Linked DNA regions of Sus scrofa: region 2 is linked to region 1. A link is a contact called in public Hi-C data. All regions are on one chromosome and are shown on one strand. The core of a region is the stretch at or near the end of the contact, and the rest is flanking DNA. Distances in the headings are between cores, read along the strand shown.

What was found. A called contact is a pair of places that touch in the nucleus more often than the background predicts.
Region 2: a Hi-C map of embryonic fibroblasts shows a contact between it and region 1, with 2.6 times the contacts expected there. The contact joins two enhancer-like sites. A contact is called at or near these places in 2 of 47 Hi-C or Micro-C datasets (embryonic fibroblasts and fibroblasts).

The regions. Positions count from the first base shown.
Region 1 is chr15:110,217,160-110,222,284 of Sscrofa11.1, reverse strand. No RefSeq gene overlaps it. Among named protein-coding and RNA genes, the nearest start is that of CPO, 55 kb to the right of the region's middle. Within about 2 kb of position 3,569, at least 11 of the 83 cell types and tissues checked have an H3K27ac peak or open chromatin away from gene starts, as enhancers often do. A contact at or near this core is called in embryonic fibroblasts, where this site is marked.
Region 2 is chr15:110,449,764-110,455,277 of Sscrofa11.1, reverse strand. No RefSeq gene overlaps it. Among named protein-coding and RNA genes, the nearest start is that of KLF7, 73 kb to the right of the region's middle. Within about 2 kb of position 1,762, at least 17 of the 83 cell types and tissues checked have an H3K27ac peak or open chromatin away from gene starts, as enhancers often do. A contact at or near this core is called in embryonic fibroblasts, where this site is marked.

The DNA.
Region 1 (5,125 bases), core at 2,320-4,819:
GTATTGTGTGATGAACTTTGTGGTTGATTTGTTGTAGGGACCTAAATTATGTCATCTTCTTTTAAAGAATGTTGAGTTTTGGTCTGGGAAAGAATTAAATAATTAGGAGATCTTTTAGGTTCTGTTAGGCTTTGTTCAATTCCTTTCTAAGGAGAGGTCTATTTTGGTTTTAACTTTAATCTTATGGTATGGCCTTAATCTCAGATGATTCTTACTCTAGAAGTGTGGCCTTTCTTGGTTCTCAGCTGAACACCCAATGAGGTTTCCCCACTCTGCATGCACCAGAGCTTTCGTGTTTCTCAGCACTACACAACTTCCTATTTCTCCAGTCTATTCTCAGCCTTGCAGCTTCTCTCTACAAGACTTTCATGAGTCTTGCCCTTGCTAAATCCCAGGCTAGTCTTTAGCCGAGGACGCATGGTGAATTCTACACAGACTTTTGGAGCTCCCTCCTTCCAAGTACCCTAAAACATTCTAAAGACTTCCACAGTCTGGAATTCTGATCTCTATCTTTTCAACTCAGCAAAATTGCCACTCTAGTTGGGCTCCAGTTTTCTACACTCCCAGCAGAAATTCATGGAGGTTCACCTTGTGTGTTTCTCTTATCTTGGGTATCACAATCTTTCACTGCCTATTGTTAATGTTTAAAAACGGATACTTTGGAGTTCCTGTTGTGGCTCAGAGGAAAAGAATCTGACTAGTATCCATGAGGACGCAGGTTCAATCCCTGGCCTTGATCAGTGGGTTAAGGATTTGGCATTGCCCTGAGCTGTGATGTAGCTCACAGATGTGGCTTGGATCTGGTGTTGCTGTGGCTGTGGTGTAGGCCGGTGGCTACAGCTCCCATTCGACCCCTAGCCTGGGAATCTCCATATGCCACAGGTGCAGCCCTAAAAAGACAAAAAATAAAATTAAAAAAAAAACCAGATACTTCATATATGTTGACCATCTTAATACTTGTTTATGGTGGGAGGGCAAATCTGGTACCAATTAATCCATTATAGTTGGGAGCAGAAGTTTGAAAGTTGTTTATAGCCTTAAGTGAAGATTTTATGGAGCTGCCATCGTGGCTTAGTGGTTAACGAATCCGACTAGGAACCATGAGGTTGCAGGTTTGATCTCTGGCCTCGCTCAGTGGGTTAAGGATCTGGTGTTGCCTTGAGCTGTGGTGTAGGTCACAGACGTGGCTTGGATCTGGTGTTGCTGTGGCTCTGGCATAAGTTGGCGGCTACAGCTCCAATTAGACCCCTAGCCTGGGAACCTCCATATGCCAAGGAAGCGGCCCTAGAAAAGACAAAAAGACCAAAAAAAAAAAAAAAAAAAGAAAGAAAGAAAAGATTTTATGACTAACTACAAATGTGTCTGATGGAAACAATGCAGTAGCAACTGAAGTCTTTCTCACTGGCCCCTTCCCTCATACACACACATATACACCCACCATCTGCAGATTCTGAGCTCTGATTACCACTGGGTATTCCAGTGTGGCTAAGCCCTTGTTTCTGATGGCCTTTTAAATATTTTCATTAATTGCCAGTAATGAAAAATTTTAGAAGACTAACATAAAAATCCACTGTTTCTACTTCTTTTTAAAAATGAAGATCTATGGAGTTCCTGTTGTGGTGCAGCGGAAACAAATCCGACTAGGAGCCATGAGGTTGTGGGTTCAATCCCTGGCCTCTCTCAGTGGGTTAAGGATCCGGCGTTGCCGTGAGCTGTGGTGTAGGTTGCAGACGCGGCTCAGATCCCGCGTTGCTGTGGCTGTGGTATAGGCCAGCAGCTACAGCTCCGATTTGACCCCTAGCCTAAACTCCAAATGCTGCAGTGTGGCCCTCAAAAGACCAAAAAATAAAAATAAAAATAAAAATGAAGATCTGGGGTGGCTCAGCGGGTTAAGAATCCAGCGTTGTCACTGCTGTGGCATGGGTTGGACCCCAGGTCAGGGAACTTCCTCATGGTGTGGCCAATAAAGTAAAATAAAATAAAATAGATCTGGAAGCACTAAATGAGCAGAGCAACAATAGCTTGGCACAGAGTCGTGCTTGCCTTCTCTGGAGAGGATATGTGTTTTTGTCTCCAGCCAGTACCATTTCACTCAGTTATGTTGTCTGCCTGATCCCTGTAGCTATTTATATATGTGATCCTGGCATGTGGGCAGATAATCTTACACATAAGTAGCGTGCCCACGATATCCAGTGTGATCCACCCCCATCACTGCCACATTCTCCATGAAATCTTTATTCCATGAATCACCCAGTTTTCCCAAGCTCCTTCTGGGGATGTAAATCTCCCATTAGAGAAAAGAAATAAAGGGACAGGGAGCAGAAGCATGGAGTGACGTTCAATTTGGCCAGTGTACCCTGGTCTTCATGCAGGTGGAAGTTCATCAATAAGCGGTCAGGGGCCAGCCATACTGTCTGCACCCATTCTGATTCCAAGATTAAGATGTGTTTATGCCTTTCAGCCAGCAAACCTCTCTCTTGCTTAAAAGCTTCTCAGATATTACTTTCCTGGAAATTCAATTTGGCCCTGCTCTGAATTTTATACCCATAGTTTTGCTTGAAACTCAAAGAAATGAAAAACCATAATTGTTTTGCTTATGCAATAGGGAAATGGTCTTTGTGTTTTATAATCAAAACATCGTTTTTCTTGAATTTATTGTGTGTATGTGTTTTGAGGGATAATCATATTAACCAACTTGTTTTGGATACTTACTGTGTACTAGGAACTCTGCTAAGCATTTTCTATGAAAGATGAAATTTTATCTTCAACAACAATCTCGTGAGGTAGGAAGGAATGTTCTCTTCTTCCTGCAGATGAGAAAGTGAGGCACAGAGAGGTTTTAAATACCTTGCCTGAGATCAAATGGCAAGTAAGTGGGGATGCTGGAATTTGAAATCTCTGAATTGAAAGTGAAACCTCTGAACCAGGTGCCCACCAGGTTGTGCCCTTTGACCCCCCGTGTGTAGTGGTTACCAGCAAGTGCACCCAAGCCCCTCCTGCAGTGCAGATTCCCCACCCACCACTCTAGCAAGCCCCTGGTTTGCACAATCCAGAGGGGTCTTTCATACCTAGCGTTATATTCAAGTACTCACTGTGCAAAAGGAACCCCTTAAAGTGCATGCCTCTTTTGTGTAGAAGTCAGCAAAACTCCAGAGCGAACCACAAAAGGTCACAATGAAATGTGCAAATCACGTAGGAAGTGAATTCCACCCATCACGCTCCACACTGACTTTACAGCTCATCCCCTTGCATTGACCTCATGGCTCAGAAAGCAGCGGGGACAGAGGGATAAAGAAAACATCTTTTAGCGTTCTCAGGGCCAAAAGGTCTAGAAAGCCTTGGCTGAGGAAACCAGGTAAATCCTGAGGGCAAATCCTGCATTCTTCTCATGCAGAGTCATGAAACGTGATATTGGGAAGGCCCCAGGGAGATATTTCTCTCCAGACCTCTTATTTTACAGACCGGGAAACTGAGGTTCAGAGATGAGGACTGACTCCCTGGCTACTAAGGAACAGTAGAAGCCAGCTCCCTGGCACAGTAGAAGCCAGCACCCAGGCCTTGTGGCTCCCCAGTGTGGTGCTCTCTGCACAGTATCAACAAACAGTGCCTCTGCTCCGCAGGACTGAAGGGTCGGCTCCGAAGGGGACTCGGCTCCATCTTCTGGCTGCAGGAGCAGAGGGAGAGCCCTGTATATGCAAAGAAGGAGCTGGCAGGGGAAGAACAGTGATGATTCAATCAAGAGCCAAAATACCAAGTTATTAAAAATAGAGCTAACTTTTCCCCTTCTATCGCCACCCAGACTTTCATAGACATTTCCAAGCTGTCTCCTGATAGCTGCGAAGTGAAAGGAAACAGAGGATATTGTTTTCTTTTACTGGTTCCTTCTCTGACGATGAGTGCCAAGAAGCAGAGAAATTGCAATGGTGAGGGTCCCAAGGAAGACCCACTGCCAAGTAGCCCCTCACTGTTTCAGTACTTTGACATGGGGCTTGATCTCCTTTACATGTAGTGCAGTGTCCCATTGTCGTAAATGAAGAAAATGGGTTAGCAGAAGTCAAGAGATTTTCCAAAATTCGCATATCTGCCAGGTTCAGAGGCAGGTCCTAGAACCTGTGCATTTCCAGTAGTTCTTTCTGTTAGATGTGAAACCATCAACTAGAACATGATAAACTTTAAGGGAGTCATCAGCCTTTGTGTAGTAGACAGAGCTGGGATATGGTCCAGCCATGGACAGATGTAGGCGCCCTAGTTGCATGACTATGCTCAGCCACTCGACTGCTCTAAGCTTTCATTAGCTCATCTGCAAAGTAACAAAAATAATAGCTGCCTTATGAGACTAATATAAGGATTACGTGGTTATCCTTATATTACGTAAAGTGGTTGTCGTGTGATAAATGTTCAAGATGTGAGAGCATGTTCTGTCCAGTATGCTCTGTCAACACTCAAAATATTCAAGAATAACCAGAACGAAAGATCTATAACGGGTTAAAGTTAAATCAAGAATCAACAGAAAGGAGTTCCCGTCATGGCTCAGTGGTTAACGAACCCAACTAGTATCCATGAGGACTTGAGTCCGATCCCTGGCTTTGCTCAGTGGGTTAAGGATCCAGCATTGCCGTGAGCTGTGCTGTAGGTTGTAGACAGAGCTCAGATCCCACACTGCTGTGGCCGTGGTATAGGCCAGCAGGTATAGCTCCGATTCGACCCCTAGACTGGGAACTTCCATGTGCCGTGCATGTGGCCCTAAAAAGACAAAAAAAGAAAAAAAAAAGAATCAACAGAAATACCAAACCATGACTGCAGTATGACCTCTGATCAGACTTTTCCACGGCACAGATACTTATTCCCCTCCTTTTATGACTTTTCAGATATTCCTCTCAGCATGCGATAAGGCTGAAAATGGTTTTTAATCTTTTCCAAGCCTCCCTGTTTAATTCCTTCCCAGAACTTTGCTTCTCCTAACTTTGATATGCTGATTTAGTGTGTGTATGGGTTTTAAAGAGAGAAGAGTTGAAAATAGTAAAGACCATAGAAGGGCCTTCTCTTGAGGCTATAGACTTTGACACACACTGTGTCGGTCCTGCTCTCAGGTTTTGGAAATGGGAAACACAGTTCCAAATGGTTG
Region 2 (5,514 bases), core at 513-3,012, 230 kb before region 1:
GCAACCCAAGGCTTTTATCATCTTCCTGCCTGTGACCCCCACCCTACTCCTCCAGTGACGACCCTACCCCAGGACTCCAGGCCCACGTGGCCCTCACATACTTGGCCTCTCCCCTGTTCTAATAGACATCTCAGACTCTGATGCCCAGCCCTCAAGCCTGCCCTCCCCTCCCCCCTTGTATTTCAGCTCATCTAATTACGGAACAAAGATCTGGGCATTACCCTTGATTCCTTTCTCTCCCTTATCTTCCACATCCAGTTCATCCCAAGTCCTGTCACTTCTTCCCTTAAAACATTCTTCTCTTAATCTCCATTACTATAACCCTGGCTCAGGCTGAACGATTGCAGGAGCTTCTTAACTGATTCCCTTCTTCCACTTTTGCCCATTAATAGCCACTCTGTGCCCATCAGCCAAAGGGATTCGTTTAAACATTAGTCAGATTATGTTACTCTCTCTTGATTTAAAAAACGATGATAGCTTGCTTAGTGCATTTAGCATAAAATCTGAATTATTTTTCCTGGTTTGAAAGGCCTACATGCCCTGTTCTTTGCCCCTACCCACCCCTCTTTCCTTTCCCATGGTTTCTAGATATATAGTCTTCTCTCTGTTGCTGAGCCACCCCGTGGTCCAGCCACAGGGTGCACTTGCGCTTCCATCTGCTCAGAGTGCTCTTCTCCTCATATTCACATGGCTCACTCTACATTGTACCTCAGCTCTCAGTCTAAATGTTTCTTCAATGAGACTTCCCTGGCCATAAACCTGAGGTAACCACACAGTTACTCTTTAGTGTATACCCTTTCAAATGGTCTGTATATTGTGTACTAGCCAATATTTGTATTTACTTACTCACTTATTTATTTGTAGTTGATCTTCACCCACTGAAATGCAAACTCTTAAGAAAGCAGGGTCATTGGATCCCCAGAGCTTGGAATGATACCTGAGTTCTATAGTAGTTCATCCACTCTCTGTGGAATGAATATGTTAATGCCTGAAGGGTCGTGTTACTCCACCCTATCATGTGCGCTCCCTCTCCCTCAAATGAATGAGGACATCAGTTGACTATTGCTGTAAGACCAGTCACCTCAAAACTTGGTGACTGAAAACAACAAGCATTTACTGTCACTCACAAGTCTACAGGTCAGCTGGGTGATTGTGCTGACTTGGGCCAAATTTGGTTGATGTTGGTTTGGCTCACTCCTGTCTCAGCTGGTAGGTGGGCTGAGGGCTGCTTGGTCTAGGAAGGGCTCCCTTTCTCTGAAGTCTGGCATTTGTGTGGCTATCAGCAGGGTGACAGTGGACTGGGCTGTGCGTGTCTTTTGTTCAACAATCCCAGGTTCTTCATGGAATCATGGAGTTCAAGAGAGAGAGAGCAGAAGGGCTCAGCACTTCTCGAGGCTGAGGCTTAGAGCTGGCACACCATCACTTGGTCCAAGTGAGTCATAAAGCCAGCCCAGATTAAAGGGTGGGGAAATTAACTCCACTTACTTATGGGAGGAAATGCAAAGTCATGTTGCAAAGGTGTGGCTACAAGGAGAGGGAAAGGACAGGGGCAGGGGGGTGGGGGGAATGAGAAGGGATTTTTGCAATTCTCTACCACATTAACGATGACAGCAGAAGTGGTCACTTCTCATGGCTATACTGCCTTTCGTAGAGGAGAGAATAAGAACCTGAGTGAGGCCCCAAAGTGCCTTTCCATCTGTCCTTGAGTATAGGGCTGGTCGCAAGATCCAGCATGTCCTTGGTCACAGTAGCAGTGAGTCAGGAGTGACAGGAATTGGCCTCTGGGTACCCTGCTGTCCACACAGCTGTGCAGACACATCTGTGACCAGTCGGAGCCTCAGGACCCCCAGTCCTCCTTGATTCTTCTTCACTCTCAGGGGGCCAGCACCTAGTTCCATTTTGCATTCAGGGCAGGGCCTAAGGAGGTGCTATGCCTCTGCGAACCCATCTCAGAATGTGGCAGCATCAGGGGTATTTCCAGTGCCAGACGGCTCCCAAGTTACAGGCATCTGGTGAAAAACAGTGTTAAATCAAAGGGCTCTTTTTTTTTTTTTTTTTTCCTCTCCCATTTCGTTTTTGGAATAGAAGTCAAATGACTCAGAATGAAAAGGCCTTGACATAGGTATCTTAAGGGAACTCCTTAAAAAGTGGGTAAACAGCATGCCTGGCCTTGTCCATGCTTTCTGTGCAAAGTAGTACGTCTTCGTCCTGAGAAATTCAAAGCTAGAGCAAGAAGAGAAAGCATTTGTTCTAACAGATATGTTCATACACTTTTCCAAAAAAAAATGCTCTCCTCAGTATTTAACCGTTTATTCATGGCATCTAGATGAGCCGAAGCTTGCTGTGGGATTACAGACTTTGAAAGCTAACTCTAGGGGGATCAACAACTTGTTTTAGGTCTCTCCCTTAGAGGAAAAAGCTTCTCTAGCCTGGCTCCCAGTCCGACTCTTCTCTCCCCTTCCTGGCTGCCAGTTCAGGTTTAAGTTCTTTCTCTACACTCGGAGGCAAACGACTGTGTTTGACTTGAACATATTGATTTCAGGCAGGTGAGGGTGGATGTAGTGAGTCAGCTTGACAAATATTTAGATCAGTTAAATGTCCTTTGGAATCACTTGAACTGAATGTTTCCTTTCCCCAACCATTTCTCTTGACAATCTATCTCCCCGGCATAAAATATTCAAATTCTTTCTAAATTTTACCTATTAAAAAAATGCTTGTAGGCCATAGCTACATGATATCTCCACTGAGAGCCTTGTTCCTTTCCATTCTCTGAGCAAGTCAGCTCTAAAATGGATTGAAATGGCTCAGAGTTGGACTCAGGTCTCTCTCTGTGCCTACCTAATTGTGGAGCCGACTAGCCTTTGGGGGTGTCTTGCAATCCAGCATAGGAGGGAGAAAACATCAATGACTCTGTTGCACCGTATTTGAAAGTTCTCTTGCTTCCCGCAGACACATTCCTGAAGGCACCCGTCGTGGATGGAGAACTCTGTGGGGTCAGAGTTGGATCTTGCTAGGCTGTTTGGAACTTGTGGGTGAAGCGGCAGGACTCATGACTCACAGCTCTCCAACCCAGGCAGGGGACTTGCCCAGCCTCACCACAGAAGGAAACAGATTGCAAGCTTGGAGGGTCGGGGAGGAAACCAGAGGCATGCCTGGGATGATTAAAAACATGAAAAGATCTCTGTGGTAGGCTTTGCTTGTCATCCTCTCTGGCTGGAGGTGGGCAGAGTCCAATAAAGACAGCATTTGAATGCAGATGCTGAGGCTCACGCTGGATGCACATGCAGAGTAAAGGCTTCCTGTCATCCTTGCTGGAGCAAGGGAAGGCTTTGGATGGCAGAGGTGGCTTTCATGATGGGATGAAGGGTCTGTGTGGACCCAGTGGTTACAGACTGCTTCCTGTTTCTCTGTATAGGGAGAGGACACGTCTCTGTAGCCACAGAGGCTCAGATGCTGGATGGTGCCAACTTACTGGCTTCTGATCTCTAGGTCAGAGACAGGGTAGCAGGACAGGCTCTGGCAGATCAGATATCTCCTGACACCCTTAAAAAGGAAGTAGAGTATATAGTACTCTGTTGTAACCAATGGGTCCCCAAGCTTTACTAGAAGGTGAGCAAGAATATGGTCTCATTACCTTTAGTAATTGCCACCAACTCCATGAAAGTTTGCAAAGTTTCCCTCCATCCCCTCTCCCTTTCATCCAAATATATTCCTGAGCTGAAATGGGAGCCTTCTAATGTCTTCCACGAGCTTCAGCCAGAACCATGACTTCCTTCGGCTTTTCAAGGGCTGTTGCTGAGTCTGGTTCACACTCCAGGCTCTTTCCTAAGGTTCCCTGCCTTCTCTCCATGCAAACTGACTCAGGTTGCTTTCCCTCTTTTCCCTTCCTTCCCATATGTGTCCATATGTTTTAACTCCAATGGTGCCCAGAAGTTGTGCATTCCCTCGGGTAAATCAGTTGAAGTAGATAACAGCAGAGGCATGGGTAGCTTCATCTGCCAGCCACCTTTAGACCTCGTTACAATCCAACTGAGGCTTGGATAAGTGCTGCCGTTTCTGTTGGTAGCTTGTAAATGGCCCCAAGGATCTGAGTCACTGCACTCACAGGGCCACTAGGGTTGGCTCAGTCAGGACACCAGCTACATGGTACGTCCATGAGGCAAGGGTTTTGTTGCCCAAGGAGGCAACGCAGGGCCAGGAAAGCCAGAGGAGGGGCAGGCTGAGGATCCAGTACCAGTGAGACCTTGCCAATCAGGAATCTGGAGAGGATGGTCTAAAAAGCGTTTTAGATCCAGTGTTCTGGAAGTGGTGCCTAGGTAGGATCAAAATCCAAGCATGTTGAGATCAAGCAAATAGTATTGGAAAATGATTGTCCTAAACACCTGCAATTATTTACAAGTCACCTGCACAGGCCAGATTGTGCTCGTTCTGCCAAAGGGCCAGGCTGGCTTATGGGACAGGGAGGCATCTCATGCCCAGACAGGTGTTAGCCAGTGCCTTTATAAACATAAAGATGCTTTTATAAACATAAAGATACCCAATGACTAGAATTCCTTTGTAGGGTTGGGATTAACATCTCAACAACATTCTAACTGGATTGGAAATTGGGAATTTTCTATGGAAATTGGGCTCTTTTGAATTTCAGCTACCTACACAGTAGACTCTGCCCCACCCCCTAATAAATGTAGGTATATGGCAATCTGGGCATTCTCTTCTTGAAGTAAAGATGATAGTTTCTTAGTTTTCTCGTTTCATTCTCCTCCCCACAAAGAGAGTTGCTTTATATTCTGCTTGTCTTTTTCTCTTGTCCACTGGGGCCTCTCACACCTCCTTGGTATCACCCTCGGGCTCTCTTCTCACAACACCTGTTGTGTGTGACAATGTGGCTGCTCAGGGAAACAAGTGGTAGTGGCAACTCTTTGCGCTTCAGGGGATGAGGTGTGACTTGGGCATCTTGTGAATTCTAAGTTGAAGGTCATTCTCTGTTTCTAGCTCTAAACAACCAACCAATTATTCATTCAGTCACTTAATTAGAACTTGCTGTGTGCCCATCACTTTCCTTGGCCTCGTGGACTGTTGGGCCTGGTGCTATCTTCAAATTGCTCATACACCAGTTGAGGTATAGAAATTATAAACATGACACGATTAGCAAGTACCCAATAGCTCAACAGCCCTGAACAGAGAATTCAGAGGGAGAATTCTTGGCCTGGAATAAGAAAGCAGTTTCAGGAAGGAGGTGTAGCTTCTGCCCCTACATCTGGGACAGGTAAACTAAAGATGATGTTGCACGTATACAAGCCAGCATTGGGTACCAGCGGTATTGATATAAGGGGCCCTGGGCACCAGTGCTGGGATTGGGAAGGGGAAAGCAAGTTGTCTAGACACTGACTTTGAGAGTGACCTCCTTCAATTTAGTGCTCTAGTGGCCTTGATGGCCTTAACCTGGTCCTAGCATTCCGTCAGTCCTTTTACCTAGACACACCATGCTCTATTTCATCTGGTTCTATCTTCTCT